2 separate regions of the Mus musculus genome follow, and region 2 is linked to region 1. The links are chromatin contacts, called in public HiChIP or PLAC-seq maps. All regions are on one chromosome and are shown on one strand. Each heading gives the region's core, a stretch centred on a gene start, on an enhancer-like site or on the middle of the called end of the contact. The rest is flanking DNA. Distances are from core to core; before and after follow the strand shown. Region 1 overlaps Itpr2 (inositol 1,4,5-triphosphate receptor 2). Region 2 overlaps Gm32838 (a long non-coding RNA gene).

What was found. HiChIP or PLAC-seq counts read pairs in DNA pulled down with a chosen protein or histone mark.
Region 2: an HNF4G HiChIP or PLAC-seq map of pancreatic cancer cells shows a contact between it and region 1. The contact joins two enhancer-like sites. A contact is called at or near these places in 1 of 484 Hi-C or Micro-C datasets (bone marrow-derived macrophages), 2 of 115 datasets of contacts at active chromatin or transcription factors (CD8 T cells and pancreatic cancer cells) and 1 of 9 other capture datasets (adipose tissue).

What each region holds. Positions count from the first base shown.
Region 1 is chr6:146,183,884-146,187,382 of GRCm38.p6, reverse strand. All of the region lies in intron 48 of Itpr2 (inositol 1,4,5-triphosphate receptor 2), which reads left to right. All of the region lies in intron 4 of Gm35768 (a long non-coding RNA gene), which reads right to left. Among named protein-coding and RNA genes, the nearest start is that of Gm35707, 12 kb to the left of the region's middle. Within about 2 kb of position 1,627, at least 44 of the 459 cell types and tissues checked have an H3K27ac peak or open chromatin away from gene starts, as enhancers often do. A contact at or near this core is called in pancreatic cancer cells, where this site is marked.
Region 2 is chr6:145,971,827-145,974,969 of GRCm38.p6, reverse strand. All of the region lies in intron 1 of Gm32838 (a long non-coding RNA gene), which reads right to left. It overlaps Gm38928 (a long non-coding RNA gene), which reads left to right. Exons shown (of 3, transcript XR_869599.2): 2 at 1-122; 3 at 676-1,039. Among named protein-coding and RNA genes, the nearest start is that of Gm38928, 4.1 kb to the left of the region's middle. Within about 2 kb of position 1,554, at least 44 of the 459 cell types and tissues checked have an H3K27ac peak or open chromatin away from gene starts, as enhancers often do. A contact at or near this core is called in pancreatic cancer cells, where this site is marked.

The DNA.
Region 1 (3,499 bases), core at 378-2,877:
ATTCTCAAATTGCATTCCTTAAGTCTCTAGAGCTTCAAAACAAAGAAGCTTAGTTCTCAATGAATATTTTTTCTGTATTCATTGAGAGTGTAGAGGTAGTAAGTAGAGTAGACTGAAAACCGTGGCCAGTAGAAATGTTGTTTTACAGAAATTTCATGAATGTGTAACTACTGGGGGGATTATGTTGCTTCCACATAATTAGAGTGATCAAACATACTTTATTCTGCGTTATCGCAGTTATGTAAGTGAGAGCCTGATGCGCAAGTATTTTGATGAAAGGATCACAATTATATTTTACTTTCTGTCTTGTCTGGGTGTTTTGTAGTAAGCATACCCACAAAATACATGTTTTGATTCTATAATACTGTACATTTATAACACTAATAATCTCATCCTTAGAAACACACAGCCTACAATATACTGAAATGGTGGACAATGAAGGATATTGACTATGAAATTGGTATCATTAATCTGGTAGTGCATGAGCTTTTACAAAAGCAAAGACAGGAATTTGAAGTGAAGCATGAAATTCCATAAGAATTGGGTGGGGTTTTTGAATATTGTTCAGGTTTAGCAAATTGCTTGAGAACAATCTGTTACAGGTATGAGGTACAACCTGGAGAGTAACTTTGGAATGGGTAGAAGAATGGGTGGGAGGCAAACATGAGAGAAATAAGCAAATAATAGCTTTGGAGTGACCCTGGGGCACATAGGGTTGGTGAGATGCTGTCAGCAGAGCATTAGCAGTTCCTGACTGTTGGACCAAGAGTGGTTGTTAGAAGGTGAATACTGTCACTGCCATCCTGAGGGAGACATGAGAGATGGTACCATAACAGCAACAGCTATGTAAGCAAATCTCAGAGGAACTGGAGACAATGAGGAGAGATGGGAGCCCAAGAACAACTGACCGTTTTCCAGTCTTTGTCAGATCCCATGGGCATCAAAGCCTTCATCTTAGCTGCAGTTTGAGCTGGCATAGTTGAGCTTGTTGTGTTTCTGAGTGCACAGCAGGGATGGGGGAATTGTGAACAGTAGAGCAGGCAAGTCACTGCATAGCAGGAGAACGGCAACGAATGCATGCATCCATCATGTGGGCAGAAGTGGGGATGCCTTTCTCTCCCCTTGATCTGGTCTTACTTTGGTGATGAGCTCTTAGTACAGAGGATCACAGATCTTGAGGGTAAGAACCCATCACAAAATGATCAGTTACTATCTCCTGTGCTCAGACCACTGAGGTTACATGGCAGAGCCCCAGTAAAGAGAAATACAGTCTTTAAGATGGAGACAGACCTGGACATCATCTAATATCAACCTTTCATTTGACATACAGAGCCATGAAAACCCAGTGAAGACCTTCAGCCCCTAAAAGAAGCAGATATAACAAACATGAGGCTGGAAGACACAGATCCCTAGGCCATGTAGAGCCTGGTTACTGGGAACAAGTGTAAACATCACTCTTGAAAAAGATTTTTGAGTCAATAATAGTAGCAAGATGGAGGCTCAGTCCTAGGATGCCAGAGTGTGGGTGCTTCTTAGGGAAGGCAGAGCATACACATAGGGCACCATAAAACCCCATGATGAGTCTGAGTCACATGACTACAGTCTGTGTGAGTCAGCTCATGACAACTTTATGACTAAGGTTAAAGTCTTGATCAAAGTCACCACAACCTCTAAGTCTTGACCACACACTGCATATATGGGCAGAGTGGGCAGATATGCGTGGCCACATTGTGCAGAAGAAAACTGCTGTGTGCTGGTGACAGTTCTTGATGCTGGAGTTTTTCAAACAGGCTAAGCACCTGTTCTTTAGGCTTAATTCAAAACTGTGTAAAGACAGGGCGAATGTAAATCAAAGTTCTCCTAGTAAGTGCCTTGGAGTGATGGGGGCAGACAACACGATAGGCTCCAACTGGAAAGGACTTCAGCAGACAGATCTGAGAACGTTTTGAAAAAAAAAAGATCGACAGTCGTATACTATAAAGCATAGAATAAAACCAACCTGGGGTCTGTATGAATAGGGAAAAGATGATGTTCTTTTTGCTACTGTCCCAGTTAAGAAAGTTGAAGAGTGATAGAAATTGTATGTCACCGTTTGGCTAGTCATAATACTCAATGAATGCTCAAAACAAGGGGTGACTATGAAGAAAAAACACAAGAGCGTTGTACTTTAAGAATCTGCCCGTGATATTCTTAAGCAGTAACAATGGGGAGAGGAGTAACTGTAAAACAGAGAAACCACTCAACAATCGTGAGTGATACCCAGGGAAGGCAATCGTGAAAGCACCCAGCAAATTCAGGTCAGACAGACGTCTGTTAACGTGGGCTGTACTGTCCACCCCTACTACAATCTGCTTCAGAGTCACCGAGCCATCATGGCAAGGGGCCAGCAGAGGCAGGTTGCTTTCCTCCTCCAGACATAGTGAATGGTGAGGTGTCAACCATGCTCTCGGAAGCAACTCAGGCTCAACTGTCTCGTACACACGTGGGTTACCATGTTGGAGAACAACATCCTTCAATCATGAGGATGGTGTGCAGTGACTCAAGGAAGATGTTTCAGGGGAGATGTTGCTCAGATGACCACCCTGAGAGACACCATCCACGTCTACTGGAGCTTTAACTGCTAGGCTTCTGTGGAATTTGTTTATGCTAGGGATGGTTCCGGCCATGCCAACTGAATTGTCCTGGCAAAGTAGTCAGTGTTTTTTTTTTTTTTAATCCCAAGATAAACAAGATTTTTAAACCTAGAGGGAGTTCTTCTTTCCTCCCCACATTTTGAATGTACTTCTTCCTCACAAGCATGTTTGCTGAGGAAAATAAGGTTCTTCAAGGTGATTTCAACTCCCTCAGTTTCACAAGTGTTGTTGGGTACCACTGTGCAGTCGGCATAATGCTAGGCTGAGAGACCCTAAGATTAGTAAAGCTGTTTTACCTCAGAGATCTCAAGGTCTAGTTAAAGGACCAAGAGATGAGAAAGACGCAAGACCAATGATGACCAGTGGATTTATGGATGGATGTTGACTTGATCTGGACCTGGGTGTAGGAAGCAGGAGTCTAATGAGCCTGCCCAGGAAGCAGAGGGTTGGGGAGAGCCTAGAGTAAGAAGCAGCCATGCTGGACAGGAAGCCACAGACAAATCATCATGAGACCAAGCTGAGTTCCAAGATGACTGACATTGAATTTTCTTTTATAAAGGACCAACTTCTTACTTCTGAGATCTTCAAAAGTATAGAGGAATTTCTAAAGACATCATCCCAGTAAATATAAGATATGCTTATTATGTGAAATTAATAGAAATATGCAAAACATTAAAGAAAAAGATTCCCACCTGATGGCTAAGGATTGGCTTTAGTGATTTATATTGCTTTTGCTTTTTATTACAGTTACTTGTTTGTTTGAGAGACAGGGTTTCACTGAGTAACCCAGGTTGGCCTAAAATTCACTTTGTAGCTCAGCCTGGTGTTGAACTCAGAGCAATCCTCCTGCTTCAGCTTGCCATGTG
Region 2 (3,143 bases), core at 305-2,804, 210 kb after region 1:
GAACCCTGAGCTTTCTGAGAGTGACGGTGCCCGATTTCAGCTCCCAGACAAACAGGAAGACACTTTAAATTCCCAAGGATTTCAGCTCCCAGACAAACAGGAAGACACTTTAAATTCCCAAGGTAAAGTAAAATAAAGGAAAGGAAAATCATGGCAGATTTTAGCATAAGTCTACACTGGGTAAGCAGGGTAAGGTTGAAGCTGGATGACCCTGGGCAGACAATCTCCACTTTCTCCTGTTTGATCTCGTGTAAAATAAACGTGTCAGGGTAAGAGTCTTCTTGCTTTACAGCCTCGATATCAGATTGCGAAGTATCTTTCTCCCGTTAAGAAAAGTGGTATAGGAATTTGCTAAAGAGATTATAATAATATTTCCTTTTGGTTTTGTTTTGTGTTTTTCCCCTCAAATCAAATATATATATATATATATATATATATATATATATATAGAGAGAGAGAGAGAGAGAGAGAGAGAGAGAATATTAGTAGCAAGACCCAAACTTTAAAAAAAAAATCTCTTTTGTTTTATGTCCAGGTCCCAGCTATACCCCTCATATATAAATGGGGGTGTAAAAAAGAAAAACATTGTCTCTAAAATATATGTATTAAAATCCAGTAATTTCATTAGACCCTCAACAGAAACCCCTCTCACCAAGCAATTTGTGACCCCTCCAGGAAATCCTGAGTGCCCCGTGGAAGTATCACACTCGTTCCTTCGTGTGGCCTTCTGTTATGGTGTGACCATGAAGACCATCCACAGGCCTGTGGTCAAGCTTGATTGCCAGCTGATGGACTTGGGCATGTGATTGGGTCCTAGGATCTCTGACCCAATCAACGAGCTGAGGCCTTAACAGGTTCACAGTGTGATGTATGTAAGGGATTGGGGAGCAGGAGGCAGGGCCCCTTGGAGAAAGTGAGTCCGTGAACGGTGTGTTCTTGGGGACTAGATCCCACCCTGGCCTTTTCCACACCCTACTTCCTTGCTTCCTGCCACCTTATCCTGCAACCATGACAACCATGATGCTGAGCTTCAGCCCGGGACCAGAACTGACAGAGTTGGCTGTGGCATCCACCATCACTGAAATCAGAAATTAAAATAAACCTTCCTTCTTTGAAGATGTTGATGAGAGGCATGGGTGGCGTGCTGCAACATAAACAGGGGTAGGAGGAGGGAGGAGGGGAACCTGACAGACCCTTCCAAACTCTCTCAATCAGAAACTGCTGCTGTGTTCTGGGAGAAACAGGCATGAAATGCTTGTGTGCGGGTATCTAAGGGTTTTCGTGCCACAGACCCTCCATGGATCCTCCTCTATAGTCTGGTTTTGAAAGAAAAACAGAGGCAGAAAGCTCTCTTGGTGTGGGAGGGGCAGAGCTTTGGAGTGGTAATGGTGTGGTATGCCCTTTGACCTTTTGCTGTTTGCTCACGGTCAGGTCAGAGCCATGAGACTTCCCCTGAAAGCAATGGCTTCTTCCCTCCATTGCTATACAGTGATGTGTTAGTGTCTATTTTTAATTTACAAGCGTTCTGCAAGTCTACAGCGGATCTGTTTTAGCTCCTTGGAGTCTACAGGATGTAAATGCACAACCCTCCACATTTAGATTCTGACAGACAGGACTGGTATAGTTTGCCTCTTGCTACAAACCATAGTGCTCAGGGAAGGCAGTGTAGCTTTAAGCAATGCTTTAGAAAGGGTCTCTGGGACTCCAGGGCCGTCTTGACTGTCTAGATGGGAGACTGCAAAGCCCAGGAGTGATGGTTTGCCCAGAAAGGTCCTTAGTAGGGCTTTTACAAAGAGCTGCCCCACTATGGGGTCTGAGTTACCACTGCTGTACAAGGTCCTGGGACAGCAACAACAGTGAATAAGAAGAGGGCGACTGTGTATTAGTTCATTTCCTGTCGCTGTGACAGAACAACAGACAAGTGTGACTAAACACTGGAGAATGCGCGTTGACTCATGCTTCAGGTAGGGAGAGAGTCGACAGGGAGGGAAGGCAAGGTAACCAGAACATGAGACAGATGGTCACACTAACTCAGGAGTCGGGACTCAAGAGTGGGGCATGCTTATGAAGTCTCCCCATGACCCACTTCCTTCAGAGAGGCTGTACCTCCCACAGTTCCACAATCCACCCCCCCCCCAAAAAAAAAAACAGCATTACCAACTGAGACCAAGTGTTTCAACACCTGAGCCTATGGGCAACATTTCACATCCAAACCATAATACTCCCAGCTGGGTTTGAAGACAAAGGCCCATATAATCCATGCAAATGTTTCACAGATCTCCCAGGTCTCCAGAGCAGAGGCGGCAGGATGTCCTTCCATGCAGCTGTCCCTAGACTCCCTGAAAGGCCTTTGGAGTGCTTATCTAACAAACAGCCTCTGCACATTTGGTGCGGCATGGCTTCCCAAGGGCACTGAGCCTCGGGCCTTCCAGATGCCAGGGCTTGGAAGCATTGGTTCACTTTCTTCACTGATTAGAAAGCATGTCTGAGTTAGGAACACAAGACAAATCATCAGAATTCCACGCAGTGTTTTCAGGGAACAGAGAGAGGAGTTGCCTTGGTTATCCACGTCAGAAGACAGAAACTAGCTGTGGTGGTGAGTGTTACTATGGCCTTCAGGAGTTAACAGGGCTTCTCTGGCTTCCTGCTGTGTCTGTGATTTCAACATGTAGATGGTTACCACAGATCTCTTCACCACGCCATCATCACTGTATTGGCCAGGGAGCACTAAGGGAACAGACTAAGAACACACAATCACACCACACACACACACACACACACACACACACACACACACAAGATTTACAGTGGCTTCCATAACACGGCCCAGCTAATCCAACAATGGCTGTCTCTCACTGGAGAGCTAAGAGTCCTGTAGTTTCTTGGGCCATGAGGCTGGATACCTCAGTAGTTCTAGAATGGTCTAGAGGATTCCTAGAGAGCTGCTGGTCTTCAATCTATATTGGAACCCTTAAGAATTCTGCTCTAGGTTCTAGGGAAAGATAAATCAGTGGTTAAGATCACTGGCTGTTCTTCCAGAGGACCAGAGTTCAATTCCTAACACCCACATGGCAACTCACAACTATCTGTAGTTCTAGTTCCAACGGATCCAATGCCCTTACACAAACATATATATATGTTGT